Regions from separate parts of the Mus musculus genome. Here region 2 is linked to region 1. A link is a contact called in public HiChIP or PLAC-seq data. All regions are on one chromosome and are shown on one strand. The core of a region is the stretch at or near the end of the contact, and the rest is flanking DNA. Distances in the headings are between cores, read along the strand shown.

Region 1 (5,007 bases), core at 649-3,148:
CCCCACTGCGTGGTGGCCACAGGTGGCTGTGGGGGTGCAGGTGGGGTGAGGATCTTCCAGTCATGAAGGCTAGAGCTCTGGTATCAAGTGAGGGAGTCAGAGAAAATCAAGAGGCCTTTTTTATCCTCTCCCTAAACGCTGAGGTAACTCCAGAACGCACCAACCTTCCCCCTTCCAGGCCCCCAATTTTCATAAAAATGGGGTCTCTACTTGCTAGTCAAAGCTGCCAGGATTGTCCTCGCATTGGGGTAGGGCAGGCTTAGACACAACCGAAGGCTTTAGGCCCTGTGTCAGTCCTGCACGTCCTGAATTCTCTGTGCCAAACTTCTGGTTTATTTCAGGGTGGCTGTGACAGGGAGAGGATGGTTCCCCTGAGGTATATCCAGGAAACCCATGCGCTGTGTCTGCAGGCTGTGGCTCCTGAGCCTCCATACGGTGGCTTCCTGACAGATACATCTGGGGAACTCCGGTCCAAGCATGGTCCAAGCCTGGCTGTCTATCACACAGATGGGGCTGAAGCTGGGCGGATTCTGTTATGGCACAGAGGGTCCGCTGCTGAGATGGGGGGATGACGTTCTGAAGCAGACAGCACAGCCCTGGAATTGGTGGGAAACCGTGCTCCCGAGTGCTCCCCAGGGCATCGAGCTTTCTGTGTAGTTTGCCCTTGGCTGGCACTGAAGCCAGCAGCCACATCAGAGGCATTCCTGGCACCTGGCATCAGTGTGTCCCTCTGGAATCAAGTGTCCTTGGCTCCCAAAGAGACGTTTAACTCTGGTCCCATCACTCCCTTGTGGGTGGGAGTTCCTGCCAGGACTAAGTCTAATTGGTGGTGCAGGTAAGGTTCAAAGCCATCACACAGATGATGGGCTGTGTGACGGTACTTGCTGCGGCAGTAGGACATTGTTTCGTGAGGCTGTGAAGAACTGGGTATGTTAAAGGACACACACGCGTGCCCACACACACACACACACACACACACACACCCCACCCCTTCTTTCTTAGTGACTGTCATAGTTAATTCCTTTTCAGTGCTCAGGGCCTTACCCACTGAGGCAAACGCTGGGCTAGAGACCCACATTCTCCAGCCCTCGGGACTGTTTTTCTTGAGGGCTTTAAAATCTGTCTCATAAAAATGGATGGAACTGGAAGAGATGAAGCGAGGTAACCCAGGCTCAGACAGACAGCCGCTGTTTGTTCCCCTCATATGTGAATCCAACTCCCAATCTTTATATATGTACATCTATGTGGGAGTGAGTGTGGGCGGACCTGGAAAGGGGCCATGGAGTGGGGGATGGGAAGACTCTTTAAGGGAAAGGCATGGGGAGGGTAACAGACAAACAGGATACAAAACCGGGAAGGGGACAAGAAGGGCCGGGGGCAGGGAGATGGGATGTGGGGGAACCAATGGGAGCTAAGTATATATAAAAATGTCATGAAGAAATCTGTTACTCTGCATGCTAACTAAAATTATTATTTTAAAAAAGAAATAGGGTTGCAGAGACAACCCAGCTTGTAACAGCCCGAGAGCAGGAGTCTGGTTCCCTAAACCCAGGGTGGAAGGACAAAACCAATTCCTAAAAGTTGTCTTCTGATCTCCAAATGCATCCAGTGGCACATAGGGCCCCTGTGCTCACAACACACACACACACACACACACACACACACACACACACACAAAACACATTTTTAAAAAGATATGAAAATTTGCCTTATATGCCCACATTCTTTGGTAAAATGTGGTAACACCCCCAAATGTCTATGGGAGCAAACAGGCATTTGCTAAGCCATGAGCTTACACTTGGCAAACTGTCACCTGCAGGGGAGAGCACAGCCCGCTCCACAACACCTTCCTTGGCTCCCGCTACACTGCCCTTCACCATCACATAAGGACATGGGAAAGGCAGTCTGTGACTGCCAGGAAGTGCGGGACTTCAGGCCAGCCTGCAGAGCAGCACACAGGGTCCTGGGTCCCTGTGGCAGAGCAGAGGCAGAGAGAGGGCCATGGTGCCAACGGGCCTGAGTGTCAGCAAGACCGTGCTCCAGTGAGTTCTCACCTCCTCCCCGATGGCGGGGGTTTGAAGAACCTTTCCTGGAGATTCTAGACTACACTCCTTCAAAGTCAGTGAGGAGACCACATAGCTTCAGGCCAGGCCTCTTGTTCCAGCAGCCGGGCACTCATCCCCACCCTCCCCCACCTGCTGGGTTGGCAGAGGCTCCACTCACCCTCATGCCCTCGAATCGTGACAAAGCCCTCAGGGGTCGAAGTGCACGCAGTGTCCTCAGGGACTTGATGGGACCCATCTCGGCAAAGCCTAAGGTGTTGGCCACGAGGCTGACCAGTGAGACCTACGGAGAGGGGTAAGGGTGGAAAGGCAGGGAGAGCTCCAGAAACAGGCAGTAGGCAGGCTCTCGGTTCATCCAGACGGGCTGGCCACTTTTCCTTTACTGGTCCGTGAACTGCTAGGCTACGCTTCCCGGAGCCTTGAAGGCCCTCTAGAGAGCCCGCTACATGTGTGTCACAACCACTAACCCCATGACCTAAGATGTGTCACTTCTGTTCTACCCCGCATGGCTGAGCAGAGACAAAGCCTGGGCTTCTATATCCGACCTTCCTTCCAGTTGTTGGTCCCCACTCTCCCTGAAACGTCTACCCTGGAGAAGCATATAAGCACCAGAGGCTCATGGGACACTGCCCTTAAGTTGAACTTTGTACCATTAACATCTTCTAAGGACCTAGGCAGGGTGGGTGACACTGGAGGACTCTCTGCTCTCTGTTCCCCACATCCCGCCCTCAGCACTCCCCTTCTGTGGACCTCATCGTGCCAAAGGTCCAAGAGCTAAGGCCTATACTTCTCTACCCTCTCGTGATCACAGAGTGGAAAAGGTCTCTTTCCTGGACCTCTGGCCCTTTATTACCCTGGTGCTGTGGGCGGGAGGGCTGTGGAGAGGAAGCACTAGGTGGACAGCTCAGCTTCCAGGGTGCTTCCCCCACTCCTGGAAGATGCTGGAAGGCAGAGTGACATGTCAGGGCCCACCTCCCCGAGGGTGGAGCAAGTCTTCGTGGGTCTGCCTGTCGCTCCTTAGCCACCTTTGACATCTCCTTCTAGCAGACACTTCTACGTCTGGACTCTGGATTCCCCCATCTCAGAGGAGGGTCACCCCATCCTTCCAGCTGTTCTGGCTGCAGTTTCGAAACTGTCCCCACCTGCTTTGAGGTCACGCCTGACCCATCAGGATATCCTGTTGGCCCTGCCTTCAATGCAGCTGTCTGTGGAGATTCCTCACTGCCTTAGGCCAGGCTCACCTCCCCCTGGCTTACAGCCTCCTCACCCTGTTCCAGAGTCCAGCCGCACTTCTCCCTTGCCTACAGAGTATGGGGCCCTTTAAGAGCAGAAGCCAGTGTGTGGTGTCCTTCCACTTAAAGCCCTCAGATGCCTCTCTCTATCTTTCCTTCAGTGGTGCTGGGGACTGAACCCAGGGCCTCACACATGCTAAGCCGACACTCTGCCACCGAGCTACATCCCAAGTCTTCCCTTTCCTTTTTGATTTTGAAGCAGGGTCTCACTAAGTTACCCACCTGGCCTTGAACTTGCAATCCCCCTGCCTCAGCTTGAGTATGTGTGATATAGGCCTGACGATCCTCCCTTTTCAACCGAAATAGAAGTCCATGTTTTTGCAAAGGCCTTGTGAGCCTTTTCTTCCTCCTGTTCCCCCACCCCCACCCCCACCCAGCCACTCTGGGGTGGCTTCTCAGATGTGTCAGGCATAGTGCTTTGGAAGGTTCTGATAAACCCCTAGGAGTCAACCCTCAGATCTGCCCCAAGCAGCTCAGCAGCCCACTCTAGCTAGGTTATTTGAAGTGTGCCTTGCATCACCTCTCTACCCTGTGCCCTGGGTTCTAGACTTCTAATAGCTGGCCTTCCTTGGGTTCTCCATACCAATTCACCCCCACACATAATGTCAAATTGCCTCCACCTCCCTTTTTGAGACAATGTTTTGTTATGTAGCCTTGTTTGGTCTGGAACTCATAGCAATCCTACTGTCTCAGACTCAGGAGTGTTGGAATTATAGACTGTGCTTTCATACCCAGCTAATGTGCGTGCTTATTTATTTAAAACCGCCTTTTACAGTTACTTATTTACCATATGCGCACATGTATAATGGTACATGTTTGGAGGTCAGAGGATAACGTGGAGGCGTTGGTTTCTTTCTTCTATCCCATAAGTTCAAGGGATGGAGCTGAGGTTGTCAAGCTTGGCAGCAAATGCCTTTACCCACTGAGCCATCTTGACAGCCCCTAATGGGCATAGTTCTATTTGCTTTATTGTTTGCTGTCACATGTGTCTAGGTAGGCTGAGACTTTTAGACTTACAACAGTCCTTGAACGTTGGCCCGGGACTACCTGGAGTCCTGGGATCACCTACGACCTGGGATCACCTGAGGTCTGGAACTGCAGGAGACCTGGGACAGTCTGAAGCTTGGGACCTCCTAAGACCTGGGACCACCTGAGGCTCAGACCACCTTTCTTACGGTGTGGCTAGTGTTGCTTAAGCTGGAATGGCAGCAGGAAGGGCATTTCCTGCTCTGACCTCAGCTTGCTTCTCAGAAGGGTTTTTCCTGTTTTAGCCTGGAAGCACTGTTGATTCTCCTCAGCCCTGGGTTCCCTGGATTTTGGTTGGTGGACTTCCCGAGAAATCCTTTGCCTTCCCCAGACTGAGTATGTATCCCTCAGGTGGCCCAGCATCCCAAGAAAGCATTAGGAGAAGCAGACCAGGGCTTCCCAAGGCAGCGCTGGGAGGATCCTAGGCCCTACTTTGGCCTCTTAACAGAACCTTCACCTCAGGGCTGAGAGAGCCGGGCCAGGCTGCACCCACCCCAGCCCACTGCCACATACTCAGTGTTCTCTCGGTCAGGTGGGGTGATAGATAAAGGCTAGGTTGGAGCCCGGGCACCTGGTTCTCCGTATATTCTCCATCCCACTGGGTCTCCAAATGTAAAGACACCATG
Region 2 (5,007 bases), core at 1,654-4,153, 140 kb after region 1:
CTGAGGCAGGGACCCCACTTCCTCCTCCTTACCAGCGCTCCACTGCTGAGCAGGATCATGAAGATAATGAAACTCTCAAACCAGCTGTGCTCCACAATGCGGTAACAGGTTTTGCGCACCTGCCAGCCCGTGGCCCAAGGAAACTTACTGGTGTTCACTTTGCAGCAGGGACAGCGGCGAGTGCAGCCTAGGAGGACAGATGGTGGGAAGAGCCCTGGTTAGCTTTAATTGTCAGTGATGTAGGCGGACTCAGCCCACTGTGGGCAGCACCCTTCCCTAGGCAGGTGGTCCTGGATTCTGTAAGAAAGCTAGCTAAGTGTGAGCCTGTGATCAAGCGCAAATAGCATTCCTTCATGGTTTCTGCTTCAGCTTCTTGCTAGAGCTCCCTGCCCCGACTTCTCTCAGTGGTGACCGTGACTTGGAAGTCAAACAAATCCTTTCCTCCCCTTGGATGCTTCTAGTCACAGTGTTTTTCCACAGCACAGAGGGTAAGCTAGAATAGATAGTGACAGATAATGCAATAGGATGTCGCTCTGGTCTGCAGAGAAACCATTGTGTGCACCACTGGTGAAGACTCCTTTTCTGGAACACAAGAGGAGTGGTCCCTCCCAGCTTGTCTTCCCGACCTAGCTCATTAGGGGTGGCTTTCATCATGGCCTTGATATTCAAATGCCCGCCCTAGGTTCCTTCCTTAATATAAATGAAACTAGATGTCTCTATCCTTATGCCCACAGATCCGTGGAAGCCTGATAAACCCCAAGTCCTGAATTTGATGGCACTGGGAAGCTATAGCCTGATCTATCCATCTATATTAGACTGGGGGAACCACTGGGATAGGACCTAGGTCCATCCAGCTTAGCTAAATTCAGGTGGAAGCAGAAACTCAACAGAATGTTGCTTCCACAATTTCCACTTATTTAGAGCCACCAAGGCTATAATCACCTTTACAATAGGAAGTATTTGTCTATTCATCCATCCTACAAGTGTCTATGGAGAACGTAACGTGCCTCACTCTTGTAAATACTAAAGGGGAAAGTAGATCCGTATGACCCACTTTATGCAATGTCACCAAAGATTTAAGGGAGCAGACACCCATGACCCTTCTGGGGGTCCTTCACGGCCCCAACCAGTCCACAATGACACCAGTATAGTATCATTTCCCCCTCTCACACTCAAGAGGACTGGTTTATACTTTCCCGAAGCGTTTGGGGGCGGGGGGGGGGGGAACGGACGGACGGACGACAATGTGCTCTGACACAGATGTCCCAACTGGTGTGAGCCTGTTTGGTTGGTTCCTGTAGATGCCAGGTCATGGTTCTGGACACAGAGGTGCTTAGGTAAGTGTTGGGCAGGATGCTGACTCTGGATAACATGAGCACAAGGAGGCCCGTGACTCTCATACCTTCTGGGAAACAGTCATCGGGCTCGTCCAGCTCCTCCGCCAGCTCAGGGATCTTCCTCAGGATCTCCTCTGGGTCCGGGCAGTCCACCGTGCTGCCCTCGGAGGAGCTTGTGTCATCCACTCCCTGCAGGGCAGAGGCTGGGGCAGTGAACCTGGCTCTTTGAAGAATCTGGCACAACTGTACATGGTCACTGCCTATCTGGTGGGGCTGGTATCCCTATAGGGCTCAGGCCCTGCTGTCTGCTGCTTTGGCATCCTCGTGTGTTTGGGTCTCAACACCTAAGGCCAGGACACAGATGCTCCCCGTGGAGCCCTGTGGCTTGGCCGAGCCAGGATGTAAACCTCCGGGCCATGATGGAGAGCTGGCAATGGCCCGAGACACCATAATTACATCCATAAAGATGCTCAGCTTTCAATGCACTTGAATATTTAATCAGGGAGCGGTGTTGTGGGGCCCTGCCGTCCTCCCAGCAGCGCTGGCCTGTAATGTCTCCAGACGAATTCAATTAGGAGCCAGAGTTAGTGAACCTGATCGCTTGGCTAATGGAGCCAAATGGTAGGGAGGAACCCCATCTGTCACCGACAGGCCCCTCCCTGCCTGGCCAGGGTCATGGCCAAGAAAACAAAAACAAAATTAAAACCCATGCTCAGAAGTTACGTACTGAAAGCAGGGAGTAGGGAAGGCTAGTCAGGGGGTCCATTGAACAACTTAGAAGGGACGGGATGCCCACATTTGGAATGTCACATCCCCCACCCAAACTGCATCTCCGTCCACTCTGTTATCTTAGTTTGCTGCGGTCAGCCTTGCCTGGGCTCAAAGCCAGGAGCTGACATTCCTCACACTGAAGGGCTTGATAAGTCGTGTGCGTGGGTGAACTGTGTTCATCTTATCTTGGCCAAGTCCAGTGGCTGTCACACAGCTGCACTTGGGGCCGAGGTGTCAAGTTAAAGCCTTGAGTTTCTTACAGTGGCAGTGAAAGTATCTGGAGCTCGTTTGTGTGTGTGCACATCATGTGTGCATCACGTGTGGGAGTGATTGTGTGAGAGTGCATGCGTGCACACACATACACACACATACACACACACACACACACACACACACACACACACACACACACACACACTCACACGTGTGGGTGAATGCCTGAGGCTAGAGTTAGATGTCTTCCTTAGTCACTCTCCACAAAAGCCAGGGTCTCCCACTGAATGTGGAGTACGGACTTGGCTAGAATGACTGGCCACTGGATCCCCTTGTCTGCCCCCCTCCCCACAGCACTGAGATCATAGGGGTGCACTACCAAGCCTAGCCTTTTTACTTGGGTACTAGGGATACAAAGTCAGGTCCTTGTGTGCTGCCACCAAGCACTTTACCGACTGAACCACCTTCCTTGCCCCAAGGCGCTGACTCTTTGTAGCAGGCATCTCTTTGCAGAGAGACTCTCCCCCAGGGTTTGTAAGTGACACCACGGTTTATTTTTACCTCCCCAGCATCCTGCAGCTGAGTGTTCTCCCGGCTCGGGTTTTGTGAGGCTGTCAGTTCGCTGTGCACCTGTAGACAGCCTCCCTCCACCCCAGGCTGCTTTTGGCGAGAGAGAATGATGTGGACAAAAGGCGGAGGGGGGCATCCCCGGGAAGACTCCCCCGCCCAGGGAACACCTCCGACTCTCACTGTTGTCTCTGGAAGATTACCTGACTCTCTTTGTTCACGGTCTTTTGTCCTCTCTTTCTTGGCTGTCATTTTCTGGGCACTTACTCCATTTCAGGCAGGAACTGAACATTTGACAAGCAGCTTCTCATCTAGGCTTCCAAATAACCTTGCCAAATAGGCACTGCACACATCCTGCATGGGCACGCTACACGGTTCTATATAGGCACTGCCACAGAGTTCTATGTAGGCATCCCACACCAGTCCTATATAGGCACTGCTACAGAGTTCTATATAGGTACTGCACACAGTTCTATAGAGGTACTGTATATATTTCTATACAGGTACTGCACACAGTTCTATAGAGGCACTGCTACTCAGTCCTATAGATGAAGACATACAGGCTTAGAGAGTAGAAGGTGGCTCAGGTCCTATAGCCTGGGGGACCCACACTCTCTTCCCATCCTCACAACTAGGAAGGGGTGAGTTTCACCAATGTAGCATTGTGTGAGTCACCAGAGGTTGGCAGATGGTCCTGCAGTGGGGTGCAGCCTTGTCCAGTCCCCATCCTCCTATAGTACCAACCCTGCTGACAGCATCCGTCCAGCTGTTGGACCTCTCTAGTAAGCTCACATACCTACCTCGGCAGGGACCCGAGGGCTCTCCTCCCTCTGCCATCTCTCCCCCAGGTATGGAGCCAGGTCCTCAGAGGACATCCCGGAGGGTGGGCTTCGGGCTGCCTGGTGATCTTCACACTTTTGGACTTGCTGCAGCAGCTCCTGCTGATGAGAGAGGGCCCGTCTGGGAAATTGAGTCAACTTCATCACTTCTGAATCAGAAGAGCTAAGCTCTTCACATGTGCATCTTATGTGCATAGGTACCTAAGTGTGAATTAAGCTTGGGGGGTATAGGTCTGTATACAGCTCCTGGCTCCATTTGCAGGTACACGACCTTAGGAAATTTATCTAATCTCTCTCATCTTTTTAGCTCTATCTGCAAAATCAGGAAGGTAAGGTTTACTTCACGTTGTTCTTCTGATCACTAAATATATGGATGCTTATATAATACACTGCGGGAGGTTTGGCTCCACAGATGGTAGCCATGGCCATCAGAACCTTGCCAGAAGTCAAACTGGTCATGGACTAAGGTCATTTGAGCACTCATACCCCAAGGACCTCAAAGTAGCCGAACATGGCCCTGAGCTGCGGACAGCTATCACAGAGTTCGTGTTCTTTACTCCCGGGAGGTGACACTCTGGCCTCGGCTGCCACTCAGACAAAGGAATCTCGAAAATGATAGTTGATAGCAGCAGCTGTTAGCGTACAAATGACAGCTGTAGGGGATGAAGGCAGTCAGGAGAGCTGTGGGTGCAGGGCATAGCTTTACAGCCTGGCCAGCAGCCCTGAGTGTCCCTAGGGACTGCCCTGGATCCCTGAACCTGGCATTGAGCACAATGGATGCCCTGAGTCACCAAGGTTCGTGAGGGCTGATGTACCAGCTTAAAGCACTAGGAACCCGTGCAAGGTATCGAGAAAGACTCGTTATCAGAAGGCTCCAGGGTGCCTTCAGTTCTGTGGTTCTGAAGTGACTGTCATTTCCTTCTGAGGTCTCTTCTCTGGAAATAAAAGGCCTGTAAAGATGTCAGGGAATGACCAGGATTTTTCCTGTTCTGACAGAGATAAGGTGAGCCTGCTTTCTGGTGGCCTCTTGGTACTGCAAGCCTGCCCTTAGCTGCTCCTGTAAGAGTCTGGGCCGCAGCTCGCTTGCTGCCCCTGTGTCAAGGAGCGTGTAAGGGCAAGTACCCTGGAGTGGTCTGCGGCTTACTTGCCGCCCCATCCCCACTTGCCTCCTCAGGAGGCTGACCCTTTCCTCTAGGCTTTGCTGAGGTGGGTGCCTACCCTGGAATGCTGGGTGTGGCTTCAGCTTCTATTCAGGCTGGTTGCCTAAGCCTGGTTTGCCA

What was found. HiChIP or PLAC-seq counts read pairs in DNA pulled down with a chosen protein or histone mark.
Region 2: an H3K27ac HiChIP or PLAC-seq map of heart atrium shows a contact between it and region 1, with 4 times the contacts expected there. The contact joins two enhancer-like sites. A contact is called at or near these places in 2 of 484 Hi-C or Micro-C datasets (embryonic stem cells and nephron progenitors) and 3 of 115 datasets of contacts at active chromatin or transcription factors (embryonic stem cells and heart atrium).

What each region holds. Positions count from the first base shown.
Region 1 is chr9:119,495,858-119,500,864 of GRCm38.p6, forward strand. It overlaps Scn5a (sodium channel, voltage-gated, type V, alpha), which reads right to left. Exons shown (of 27, transcript NM_001253860.1): 21 at 2,224-2,346. Among named protein-coding and RNA genes, the nearest start is that of Exog, 53 kb to the left of the region's middle. Within about 2 kb of position 1,899, at least 9 of the 459 cell types and tissues checked have an H3K27ac peak or open chromatin away from gene starts, as enhancers often do. A contact at or near this core is called in heart atrium, where this site is marked.
Region 2 is chr9:119,630,053-119,635,059 of GRCm38.p6, forward strand. Scn10a (sodium channel, voltage-gated, type X, alpha) reads right to left here. Exons shown (of 28, transcript NM_009134.3): 18 at 3,689-3,826; 19 at 1,403-1,526; 20 at 33-187. Among named protein-coding and RNA genes, the nearest start is that of Scn5a, 70 kb to the left of the region's middle. Within about 2 kb of position 2,904, at least 40 of the 459 cell types and tissues checked have an H3K27ac peak or open chromatin away from gene starts, as enhancers often do. A contact at or near this core is called in heart atrium, where this site is marked.